Regions from separate parts of the Ovis aries genome. Here region 1 is linked to region 2. Evidence: chromatin contacts called from public Hi-C data. All regions are on one chromosome and are shown on one strand. The core of a region is the stretch at or near the end of the contact, and the rest is flanking DNA. Distances in the headings are between cores, read along the strand shown.

Region 1 (7,032 bases), core at 1,544-4,043, 370 kb before region 2:
TTGTTTCTAATTTTAATTTTATAATTAACCTTATACAACAAGTGAGGCACTAAGTACTCTTCATCATTTTTGAATTTAATTCTTGAGCACTTAATTAGCAAATTTTCTGATTCCATGATTTCTTAGTATAAAATCTGTAGGGTCAATGTGGAACAGATGAATTTAGTAGCTCTTGAATATCTACATGTAAATTAGCTGTTAATAATTTTCATTTCTTTAGAAGGAATATCTGAGTCCTAGGAGTTCTAACCCTGTTCATTATTGTTGCCTACAAAACTAATGGAGATATGATTTATAACATAGTAGCATCATATTTTCTTTTTTGTCTCTTCCTCCTTTTAGAGAAATACATGATGGAGTATTTTGTAGTCATCTAGCTTTCAACAGAGGCAATTATAGAAGGGTCATCCCCTTCTGCTCTAATAAACTTAGAAAAGTCATATTTGGTGCCTAAAGAGTAATTGAGTAAATTTAAACTATGCTGTGCTCTTGATTCTGTTCCCCCAAAGCATAGACACAAAGGGAAATTATAATTTATGATACAATTGAATGTATGAAATACTTGATTTTCTTTTCCTATTTGGTTTACGTGCACCACCTGGTGGTAAAGTAGTGCATTTCAAGTGGAGTGTGTGTGTGTGTGTGTGTGTGTGTGTGTGTGTGTGTGCATGCACACACTGAGAGTATTAACATGGGAAATAGAATGTTAATATGTAAATATTGCTTTAGATTAACAATGCAATTATTTTGCAACAAATACCTAATGAAACTCTAGTATACTAAAAAATACATGCTAGAACAGGAAACTAATATATACATGTTAAAAAAGGGGAGAATAACTCATGGTGGAAAGTAAAATAGCATTCTTTTTTTTTACATGAGCTATACCTCTTAAAATTCCATCTTTAAATGAACATATATTTATTGCATCAGTGTTCTTACTGAGGACAAGAGTCAACCATTGATAACCAATATAAAACCATATAAATTTTTCTGTATTTTTAATTTTTAAGAATAATAATTTTAAAAGTATGTATCCTCTTCCTGATCTTAGTAGGGTAAGTAACAGATTACAGAATTTTAAAACTACAAGGCACCACAGAATCACCTAGACTAATTTTACAAGTATAGTACCTGAGATTCAGAAACATCAGGTGACTTGTCCAAGGTCATACTGGTAATTAGTGGCTCAACTCAAGCAAGAATATTGTTATTCTTACTTTCAGTCTAGCAACATAAGACATAAAGTTATAAGCAATGCTGAAATATCTCTTTATGAAGAGATATCCCCTTAACTCAGCTATATACTTCTTGAAGAAACTAAGGTGTGACTTAATACATATTAGGAGTTTTATTCTAACATTCTGAACACAAAGGAATAATAGTAGCAATGTACGCTTCATAAATCTATGTAAAAGATTTCCTGTTAAAAGATCCCTTTACATATATGGTCAAAGCAATATTTTTCAACTTATTTCAACTGCTATGAGACAACCTAAAAAATTCTGTTTCCCCTTCTAACTGCTTCAGAGTCAGAGATTTGTTTCTACAAAGTAGGTACCCATTTGTAGATCTGAGCATAAACCATGTTCATAGCTCCCTCTCATGACCACTGAATGAATACTATACAAGCCTCTTTTATTCTCACTGTTGTATTCAACAGCTTACTGGTTAAGTTTTAATTGCTTCCAATGAGGTCAGCAAAGGTATTTATCGAAAAGCTCCGAATAAAAGGCTCCACACACACACACACAAGCTCACACGCGCTCACACACACAGAGAAAATCCTCTTGCCTGCTGTTGATTTATGGAAACAATTATGATTCCGCTGGAGAATTTCTCAGCTGAGAAATAGTTTGTAGCTACAGTAGAGAGGCTCAAGTTGCACAGGGCAGACAACAGACATGGAATTCTTGTGTATCCAGCTGTTATCAACAGAACAAGTAAGTGACTGTTACTTGTCTTTAAAAATAATGCTAAATGTTTGTTAGTAGTTTATCTATTTCTCTGGTTTTAGTACTGAGGGGAAAAGTAAAGTTACTAGACTTTTGAGCCGTGTGATTATCTACAGTAATTACGTTATAGAGCTTGCATAAAGATAAGGTTGCAATTCTCCAGAGCAATTCTGATGTTTAACTTGAGAACTGTGGGCAGTTCAGAAGAAAATGACTGTCAAACCACAACCGTAAAAGAATAAAGACATCTAGGAAAAAGCATTTATATTTTGTTAATAGGAACTTTAGAACTGAATTTAAATCAACAGCTCTAAATTGCCAGATGTTTCTTATCAAATAAGGACTGGAATGAATGGTACAATCATGTTCAGATTAATCTCTACTAATATAGAATTTTTATAAGTCTACAAATAGAGTGGTAAGGACCCTGACATCCTCTGTGAAAACTGTTTTAAATGTACCTTCACAGTAAGAATTACACAGTATGTTGTAATAGTATTTGCCCACTGAAATTTATACACTTTTCATCTTCCTCTCTCTCCTCCCTCTCCATTCTTAATCTCTCATTGCAAACAGAAGTCAAGTAGCAAACAGCATCTCAGCAACTGAGTTTATTACAACCTGCTTTTATAAGGATATACCAACAGAGAGTTATTTAAGGAGGACTCCTATACTGCTATCAGGAACTAAAAGGATAAGGCTAACAATTTGGAGAGTGCAACTGCTCTTCCTTAAACAGTTCACAGATAGGAAGAGGTCAATGACCTAGGAGCAACAATCAACTCAAGATTTAATTTTCATTATGTTATTCATGAACACCCGGAGCACTATACTATAATGCGCAAATGGATACTGACATGGATCCTGCCAAGTTTGCTCTACAGATCATGCTTCCACATTATCTGTCTAGTGGGCACTATATCTTTAGCTTGCAATGACATGACTCCAGAGCAAATGGCTACAAATGTGAACTGTTCCAGCCCCGAGCGACATACAAGAAGTTATGATTACATGGAAGGAGGAGATATAAGAGTGAGAAGACTCTTCTGTCGAACACAGTGGTATCTGAGGATTGATAAACGAGGCAAAGTCAAAGGGACTCAAGAGATGAAGAATAATTACAGTAAGTAATGTTTTCTTATTTACAGAAAAGCTTATGAGCCTTAACAATCTGTGAAAAGATCAATTTTCAAGTGACATGCTTTCTCAATTTCCCTTTTTTTGGGAAAACAATTAAATGTAATTTTCTATTGGGTTTTAATTGGGATAAACTATGTTCCTAAAAATATCTCCTGGAGTAGGGCAAATATAATAATATTACAGTTGGAGCTGATAAACCAAGGCAATTTGAAAATATATTCTCCATGTCCTAAGCTCAAATACTCATATGTTAAGCAAAAAATAAATATTACTACTTATACTGAAATGTGATTTATTGTCTTCTAGCAAAGCTCACTAGGAACTCTACTAAAATACTCAGTGAATGCTCACCAAAAATGCATTATCATTAGTTTGAGGAAATAAAGATTTTTTTCAAAAAATAATTTGATTTCTCTTGAAGAAATATTTCCATGGTGTCAAATACTGAATTGTGCTAAATTACTTGTGCAATTGTATATAACTATAAAACAGATAGGAATCTGTGGTCTCCTCATCTGTTCATGTCATAGGAACTTGTATTTGATTGCTTAATTATTTACCTAGGCACAAAAACAGGCTCCTCCTAACATTTTTTTAATCTTCATATCCTATGCCATAAAAGTTCTATGTTACCTTAAGGGAAATATAAATGTGAAGGAGGAAATAAAAGTGAGTTGGAAGAGACATTAATTTCATGATTCAAATGTAGATAATTATATTTTCTTCAAAATCAGTTATTCTTTTTATGTTGATGTATCAGGTTTGGATTGATCATTTAGCAGTTATGATTAATAACCAATTTCAAAAGTACTAAATTTTATGGAGTAAAATATATACCTGAACATGTACACTAAGAATTTAAAATCCCTGAGTGAAAAGAAATTTTGTTTGCATTACCAGCACTTGAACAATGTTATAACATATCATTTTATAATGTTACATATGTTAAATTTAATTGAAAAAGAATGCATGGGGGTGATACTGTAAACATTTGCTTAGCATAGTGCCAGGCTTACAAGTGAACATTTAAAACTTTGCTGCTTATTTAATAAATGTTTTTTAGGCTTCTAAACTATTAATAATAAACCAATATGGGAATATGGAGAATTATGTTTCCAATATGAAAATGAGAGAAACTAGTTTTTAAACTATAATTGATATAGAATGTTAAGGCCATTTTAATGGATTGCTAACAGTATGGTTATTATTACCTCTATTAATAATGTTATCATGTTAGTTCTAGAATATTGTCCTGATTATACTGAAGTTTAGCTAAGGAAATAACTATTTGGAGGAAAGTTTTGTGGATAGCTATTTCTATGTGAGCAAAAGAATCTGGCTCATATCAATAAATGACCCCATGGACTGTGGCCTGCCAGGCTCCTCTGTCCATGAAATTCTCCAGGAAAGATACTGGAATGGGTAGCCATTCCCTTCTCCAGGGGATCTTCCCAACCCAGAGATCGAACCCAGGTCTCCTGCACTGCAGGAGGATTCTTTACCATCTGAGCCATGAGGGAAGCCCATTTAAAAGTTACTGAGATTTATAATGGATAACAGAACTTGGTGGAGAAAACAGAGCCCAGGTGGAAGTTATGACAGATAGATCCAATCCCTGCCTGTGACTGACTCTGGTACAACTCCTTACTTTTTCCAATTCTCATTTTTCAATCTGTAAGATGTGGGATATGTACAGATGATCCAATATACATTTTAGTTCTTACAGTCTATTTTATTCTAAACTTTGGAATATATAACATAAATGTGAACAATCTAAATTGTCATATAATTACCATACCTATTGAATGAGATGAAAGTGAATATCATCTTAATGATAAGTTGAGCTGTCAGAACTAATTTCAAATTGTAGTAGTAAAGTTACTGAGCCTAAACACTGCAGAATTCTTCCATATGCTCATTCCTTTTGACTGCTTTTACCAAGTAATGAAAAAGTGAAAAATTAGATGCAAAATTCAGTGAACGTGAACAGTATTCATAATTATTTGGGATCAATTAGAATATCTAAAATTGGAATACCTACAATAAGAATGCATTCAGATATATGTGTCTTATTTTGTATTAAAATTTCTTGAAACTATGAAACTCAGGTATTTTAAAACATACACAAAGTGCTAAAGTTTCCCATAGTTTGAAACACAGTTTAGCACTGACCTTGAGGAACCATAAAGCCAGTATGCTACATAATTTCACTTCTAACACTAATTCTAAGGTAAAAAATAAAGAAACAAAGAAAGTGAGGAGTAAAGAAGAAAGAAGGAAAGAAAGTCACAATACCAATGTAGTAAAAGAAATAATATGTATTATGTAAATAATCTTATTTCTAAAAGCTTTTTCATAGGCTGTATATACTTTCTTGATAGTATATACTATATATAGTATATACTTCCAGGTAAATTCTCCTAGAAAGGGAAGCTTACATCTGTATCCTTTCAGTAGGCTCCAAACTGTTGTCAAGTTTTGCTGCTATCTTACTGAAGAATAAGCCTGTCAGACTTCTTCATAAATAGAGGCTAACTCACTGTTGTCTACAGAAAATCCTAAGGTAGTCCATTGAAAAATATACAGAGAATGACATAGAAGAGAATTCTGATACTCATTTTCTTATTATATAATAACATAGAATAGAATTCTAATATTTATTTCCTTACTAATTTTAAAATTGAGTACCTCATACAAAAAATGCAAATTGCCGTTGGTGAAGTTGAAGCCACTGCATCCAGGTACAAAGAAATTGCTCAGAAGAATTTGTTTAAAAGTCAAAGAAAACAAAAAACTGAAATTACAAAACTTATTGTTTATATCTCTCAATCCTTAACTGAATTAATGAATAAAAGCTGTTTCCTTCCTGTTTCATTAAAATGAGAAACTAAAAGGTAATTGGATTATCTACTAGGTTGAAATACCAAGTACAGAAAGTGGAAAAGATCAAAATTAAACTTTGAATTTCATGTGTTCTGATGCCCTAACTTCGTTCACACATTGTTGAATGTTCTTCGGAGGCCTTTTAAGGTGGGATACATTAAAATGTCTCAGGTGATAAAATTTGGCATGAAAAGTTGGACATCGTCTACATGAACAGCGGTTCTCTGGGTTACCATAGGAAAGTCCCTAGTCCATTTTCATGGCTTTGCTTTGAATGAAAGGGAAAATGACCTAAAGATATTAACGGATCTTGAGTTTCTGCTTGTTTCACCAGCAGAAGCACCGCTCCCTCATAGGAATGTGGTTTATAAGATGTTGCTAAGATAATGGATTGGAGTAGGTAGGTAAGGTGAAAAATCTGGGAGTATAATTCTGCTTCCAGAAGTGTTAGGCTGGGGCAGGTGAATGGAGGGTTGGAGGAAGAGAAGGGGAGTGATAGGGAGTGGATATGACGACTCATGTCTCACATTTTTGTTGTTGTTTAGTCGCTCAGTCGTGTCCAACTCTTTTGCGACCCCATGGAGTGTAGCCTGCCAGGCTCCACTGTCCATGGACTTTGCCAGGCAAGGACACTGGAGTGGGTTGCCATTACCTTCTTCAGGGGATCTTCCTGACCCAGGGATAGAATCTATGTCTCCTGCACTGGCCAGCCTATTCTTTACCACTGAGCCACCTGGGAAGCCCCTCACATCTTTAGGGAATTGAGAAAATCATTTAAGCTACCTTGGGTTGTAAGAGTCTCACTTCAGGCTTAATTACAGTGCTATCTTGTGAAATATTTTATATCTAAATAAGATTGAGTAAATGGCAGAAAAAATGCACCAAGGATACCAACAGAAACAAGACTTGTATTAGTAACTGTATAAGCAAGACTCGGCTATGTAAAAATAGGAATTTATAAAAGGCCAGGAGCTGCTGAATTGCGTTTCTGACTCTGGAAGAGAGAGAAGTTATCACTGGAGAACTGGTCCTGAGATAACACACTACTCTTACC
Region 2 (6,655 bases), core at 1,804-4,303:
GCCAAATGTCCCTCCTCAAAACCCTCACAAATAGGTGAGTGAGTCTGGCTCCCAGCTCCAGCCAGCATGGTTCTCTGAAACTCATTTCAGCACCCAGGAAAGAGCTCATGGACCAGGGCATAGACCCCATCTGGGCTTCAACTCTGGCTCTAAACTCATGCCAAATGAGATGCCAAATGAGGACCCCCGCCCCCGACCACCACCACCACATGTGTACTACTTTCCCTCTAAGTCCCAGTCTCCTTTGTTCTTTATTAAGGAGTGAAAATGGATAGCTGCCTTTTCAGGTGCCTAGTTCAAGTGCAAAATGATTTTAAGGACTGAAGTCTGTGATTACTATTTGACAGGCTTGAGCAATGCCTGGTCCGTGGGAGGGTGTCCACAATGAAGATGAGAAGGAGCCACTTATTTACTTCTTGCCTATGGGGGAACCATACTCTCCTTGATTCCCCTCCAGGCATGTGGTTCAAGTTATCTTGGCCAGTAACAGCAACTGGGGCCCAAGCTGCACTGGGTCCACAGGAAACTTCACAAAGGTTTAGGCATGGAAAGCATTTGGAGCTGTGTCAGTCTCAGCTGTGGGGACAAGTCAGGTGCAGCCAGCAGCCCCACTCTCAGCTGCTAGAGTGCAGGCAGAGGGCCTGCCTCCTTCCAGAAGGCATTTCCAATAAAGGGGGGTACATTTCCTTCATTAGGAAGAAAACAAACCCAGATTGACAATGTCAGCATTTTTTGAGAGAAGAAGGAAACCATCTCCAAATGTCCTTGGTGAGCTCCTCTGGTGCACCTTTGGATGAGACTGGCATGGGGAGGGAGATGTGAATTTACATGGAAAGTGAGAGGAGACCCCATGGTTCCTCCATCAAAACCTCCCTTCTTCAGCTAAAACAATGCTTGTTTGGCTACATCATAGGCTATTAGGGCTTGAGGAGACAAAGAATACACTCTTCCTGTTTTGCAGATGAGAACACAAAACCCAGGGATTCCAAGGAACTCGACCAGCAGTTAGGACACAGCTGCAGCTAGAACCTGTAACTCCTAATCCCAGTCCAGGGTGTTTTCTGGCATATTCTATTCCATACAACCATCGCAACAACTGAACACACATCTCCTCATGTGTAGCTGATGCTTGAAAGCAATGGTTCTCAAACTGGATGCATGTCATAAATGCCTGGTGGGCTTTGAAAGAACACCAGTAACACCTAGGAGTCATACCCTGAGACTTGTATTTAGTGGGCCTGGTTAGTTAGGGCATGACGCCCTAACACAGGTATTTTTAAAAGCTCTCCAGGTGACATGTACAGGATTGAGAGCCCAAGATTTAGAGCCAGTACTTATAGGACTATAAAGGTGAAAACAATGTGTTCCCTCTCTTCTAGGAATTTAGAGGGACTGGGGAATATATAAATAACTTCCAAGCTCCCATGCAAGATGCTATCGATTGTCTAACAAGAATACAAATCTTGACTAACATTTTTTCCCAGAAGGTTAATCCAAGTAAATACTACTGTTTATTCCACCTAAGCAAAGCTTGCTCCCCTTTTCAGGCCAATCTCAAATCACCCCTCCTCCATGAAACATTTTTAACAAGACCCAAAAGGCAGTTGGCATACCTCTTCTCTGAACTCCTACACTGCCTACAGGCTGTAGGTAAATGACTCAGCACCAAGTTACATGTGATTTCTATTGTTATGCTGTAGTCATCGTGAAATGGAAACTTCCATTTCTTCCGTGTATACTATATGCCAGCAATTCTGCTTTTTGCTTTCTGTACATTGCCACAAATATTCCCAGGAGCTCCACAAAGAGGGCATCAATATACCTGTTGCACAGATTGAGAAAGTGAAGCTCAGAAATGTTAAGTATCTTGCCCCAAACCACCTAGCTAGTAAGGACATAGGAATCTGCATGCCTCGAAAATTCTTTCAAATGCATCATTTTATGTCAAATATAAACACTATTCCTTTATTATAACATATACTACTGATACGTTACTCTGCAAGCTGTAAACTTCTTTGTTCATTCTCTTATTTAATCCTGACTATAGCTCTGCAGTCAGCTTTATTTGACAAGCAAGGGAATTAAGTCTGAAAAATTAGGTAGAAGCTCAGGATCCCATGGCCTAGCCAGAAACCCAACTCTTCTGATTGCAAGTGCAGGGCTATTTCTACTCCTGTCATGTACTGTGCGTCAAGCTTTGTTCCCTGTTCACCTAAAGTCCTATAAGGGTAAAGACTGTGTTTTTATGTTTCTCCTGTATTCCCAATATGCACCAGATATGCAGCCTGTGCCTTTATTAATTGATTTGCCAAGAAGTAGCAAGAATATCCTCATGAGGCATCCAATCTCTAAGGACATGAATAACAGAACTCTTGCGGTACTCTGGGGTCTGGAAAGAACTGCTGAGGAGGCATGACTGGTTTTTTCTAGTGCTATGACTAAGTCATGTTCTTTAAAAAAAAAAAAAAAAAAAAGGCCTTCCAGTCACTGTTTATGAAGGTATGATTCTCAACTGTCTGCATCAACTAACAGAAACAAAAACCCAATGTGAATTAAGTGACCTGCTTAAGATCATGAAATGAACCAATGGAAGAGAGAAAATTTCCATCTGCCTCCCTCCAAAGTCTCTGATTTGAATCCAAGTCACCTACCTATGGCATAGCAGTGTCCTTTTATGTATTTAGTCATAGCTGACCTCATTTCCCAAAGAACTCGGAGTGGTTTGCAATATGAATAGATACAAGTAAAGATAAAATATAAACAAATGAAGATAACCAAGGATGGAAAAAAGGAAAAAAAAAAAGGTCAAGGAAATTATTTTATTAGAGAAGAAACACCGCCTAAAGCCCAAAACACTGCAGTGCATTTAAAATTGATCTTCTTCCATGTGTGGAGTTCAGTTGATGAGGTATTTTTAAGGGCTCAGGAATTCCTCTGGGGCTTTACTTGATGCCGGATATTGACCCAGAAGTATGATTAAAGCAATAAAACTGTAGAATTTATCCCCAGGATGTGGTCAACACACTGTATTTATGTATCTGTGGTTAAAAGGGAAATGTCTCCTCCGAGACTGATGTTGCCAAAAGACCACGTCAATGCTTTGTGCAGAACAAAATTTTTATTTCAACAACTCTGAATCATGTCCATTCATTTGTTTAGCAAGTATTGTGACAATAAGTCATTTGCCAGGAACTGGGAAATGCACTAGAAATTCGAAGTCACATAAAACACAGACTCCTTCCCACAGGGCTTCCCAGTCAAGAGGAACAAACAAAATTTTTAAGCCTCTTGGTTTATAAATTATCAACAAAACTGTAATAAGATTCTAGAGGTGTCTATAAGGGGTGTAAATGCAGGAATGGGGAAACCACTTCACTGAGATTATCTGTTGTTTCTTATCTTCTAACACAATCTAATTACAAGGACACTGGGGTTCTGGGTTGAAGGGGCCATCTTCAGTAAAGCGGTGACTTTCTGAACAGCCCAGTATTTCTGATCTGCATGGATAGGCAGGCAAAAGGGAGCAGTTTCAGCTTAAAAATGATGGTCAGCAGGAAGAAGCTGAAAGAATGTAAAGGAATGCTGTGGCAAATATTTTTATCTAAATTATTGAGGCTGATTTCTTGGCATGGCATAAGTGTTTTATTCTTGGCAATTCTCCATATGATAAAGACATGTTCAAAATCAAATTCAACTTTCTAAAAGACTATGCATCCATTCAAGCCACCTATGATCACATTTAAATCATAAATCTAGCATCTTGAGAGAGATGAGAAATGATGATGTGTATGCAGTTATCAGAACAAAAAACAAAACTAGTGACAAAAGTGATCAAATATTTTAATTCTTTGGATCTCTGGTGAGGACTCAAAAATTAGGAGCAACTTCTTCTGGCTGAAGAAAATGTTAATAGTTATAAAAAATTTAGTATGAATAATGAAGAATTTACAAAGCAATAGTTGCAAAAGCAACCTGCATATAGAACTCACTGTGATTGATTTCAGTATATATGTCTGGAAACTCCCAAAGCAGAGCTTCATGGAAAACTGATACAAGTCTAGTGTTAGCTCAAGGCATATGATAAGTTTTTCCTGTAGAAGCAAAAGCAGGTAAGGTAACTTTTAAAGAAAGTAATAGAAAACTTATTCTTATATTAACTCATAGGTTGGAAGCTGGGGAAAAAAAAAAACTTCATCAGTTCAGTCGCTCAGTCATGTCCGACTCTTTGCGACCCATGAACTGCAGCACACCAGGCCTTCCTGTCCATCACCAACTCCCGGAGTTCACCCAAACCCATGTCCATCGAGTCGATGATGCCATCCAGCCGTCTCATCCTCTGTCATCCCCTTCTCCTCCTGCCCTCAATCTTTCCCAGAATCACAATCTTTTCAAATGAGTCAGCTCTTCGCATCAGGTGGCCAAACTATTGGAGTTTCAGCTTCAGCATCAGTCCTTCCAATGAACACCCAAGACTGACCTCCTTTAGGATGGACTGGTTGGATCTCCTTGCAGTCCAAGGGACTCTCAGGAGTCTTCTCCAACACCACAGTTCAAAAGCATCAATTCTTCAGTGCTCAGCTTTCGTTATAGTCCAACTCTCACATCCATACATGACCACTGGAAAAACCATAGCTTTGACTAGATGGACCTTTGTTGGCAAAGTAATGTTTCTGCTTTTTAATACACTATCTAGGTTGGTCATAACTTTTCTTCCAAGGAGTAAGCGTCTTTTAATTTCATGGCTGCAATCACCATCTGCAGTGATTTTGGAGCCCAGAAAAATAAAGTCAGCCGCTGTCTGCCATGAAGTGATGGGACTGGATGCCATGACCTTAGTTTTCTGGATGTTGAGCTTTAAGCCAACTTTTCCACTCTCCTCTTTGACTTTCATCAAGAGGCTCTTTAGCTTTTCTTTACTTTCTGCCATAAGGGTGGTGTCATCTGCATATCTGAGGTTATTGATATTTTTCCCGGCAATCTTGATTCCAGCTTGTGCTTCCTCCAGCTCAGCATTTCTTATGATGTACTCTGCATATAAGTTAAACAAGCAGGGTGACGATATACAGCCTTGACATACTCCTTTTCCTATTTGGAACCAGTCTGTTGTTCCATGTCCAGTTCTAACTGTTGCTTCCTGACCTGCATACAGGTTTCTCAAGAGGCAGGTCAGGCAGTCTGGTATTCCCATCTCTTTCAGAATTTTCCACAGTTTACTGGGATCCACACAGTCAAAGGCTTTGGCATAGTCAATGAAGCAGAAATAGATGTTTTTCTGGAACTCTCTTGCTTTTTCAATGATGTGTCAGATGCTGGCAATTTTATCTCTAGTTCCTCTGCCTTTTCTAAAACCAGCTTGAACATCTGGAAGTTCACAGTTCAAGTATGGCTGAAGCCTGGCTTGGAGAATTTTAAGCATTACTTTACTAGCGTGTGAGATGAGTGCAATTGTGCGGTATTTGAGCATTCTTTGTCATTGCCTTTCTTTGGGATTGGAATGAAAACTGACCTTTTCCAATCCTGTGCCCACTGCTGAGTTTTCCAAATTTGCTGGCATATTTAATGCAGCACTTTCACAGCATCATCTTTCAGGATTTGAAATAGCTCAACTGGAATTAAGAATTACTGAATACTAGGTATATGGAACAACGGACTGGTTCCAAATAGGAAAAGGAGTATGTCAAGGCTGTATATTGTCACCGTGCTTATTTAACTTGTATGCAGAGTACATTATGAGAAACGCTGGGCTGGAAGAAGCACAAGCTGGAATCAAGATTGCCAGGAGAAATATCAATAACCTCAGATATGCAGATGACACCACCCTTGTGGCAGAAAGTGAAGAGGAACTAAAGAGCCTCTTGATGAAAGTGATAGAGGACAGTGAAAAAGTTGGCTTAAAGCTCAACATTCAGAAAACGAAGATCATGGCATCTGGTCCCATCACTTCATGGCAAATAGATGGGCAAACAGTGGAAACAGTGTCAGACTTTATTTTGGGGGGCTCCAAAATCACTGCAGATGTTTATTGCAGCCATGAAATTAAAAGATGCTTACTCCTTGGAAGGAAAGTTATCACCAACCTAGATAGCATATTAAAAAGCAGAAACATTTCTTTGCCAACAAAGGTCCATCTAGTCAAGGCTATGGTTTTTCCAGTGGTCATGTATGGATGTGAGAGTTGGCCTGTGAAGAAAGCTGAGCACTGAAGAATTGATGCTTTTGAACTGTGATGCTGGAGAAGAATTGAGAGTCCCTTGGCCTGCAAGGAGATCCAACCAGTCCATTCTGAGGGAGATCAGCCCTGGGATTTCTTTGGAAGGAATGATGCTAAAGCTGAAACTCCAGTACTTTGGCCACCTCATGCAAAGAGTTGACTCATTGGAAAAGACTCTGAGGCTGGGAGGGATTGGGGGCAGGAGGAGAAGGGGATGACAGAGGATGAGATGGCTGGATGGCATCACTGACTCGATGGACGTGAGTCTGAGTGAACTCTGGGAGTTGGTGATGGACAGGGAGTCCTGGCGTGCTGTAATTCATGGGGTCACAAAGAGTTGGACATGACTGAGCGACTGAACTGAACTGAGGTGTATCAGGGAATCAGATAAAGTGGAGAATTTTAAAGAGAAGTGTGCACACTTGTGACAAAAACTAAGCTACC

Evidence for each region. A called contact is a pair of places that touch in the nucleus more often than the background predicts.
Region 1: a contact with region 2 is called in a Hi-C map of tail adipose tissue, with 5 times the contacts expected there. The contact joins the promoter of FGF7 here to the enhancer-like site in region 2. A contact is called at or near these places in 2 of 16 Hi-C or Micro-C datasets (skin fibroblasts and tail adipose tissue).

The regions. Positions count from the first base shown.
Region 1 is chr7:58,985,741-58,992,772 of ARS-UI_Ramb_v3.0, reverse strand. FGF7 (fibroblast growth factor 7) reads left to right here and starts at 2,793. Exons shown (of 5, transcript NM_001009235.2): 1 at 2,793-3,052; 2 at 3,055-3,066; 3 at 3,068-3,078. The coding sequence starts at 2,793. The region is part of intron 11 of FAM227B (family with sequence similarity 227 member B); the gene reads right to left.
Region 2 is chr7:58,615,034-58,621,688 of ARS-UI_Ramb_v3.0, reverse strand. The region is part of intron 2 of LOC132660050 (a long non-coding RNA gene); the gene reads left to right. Among named protein-coding and RNA genes, the nearest start is that of TRNAH-GUG, 42 kb to the right of the region's middle. Within about 2 kb of position 3,053, at least 4 of the 54 cell types and tissues checked have an H3K27ac peak or open chromatin away from gene starts, as enhancers often do. A contact at or near this core is called in tail adipose tissue, where this site is marked.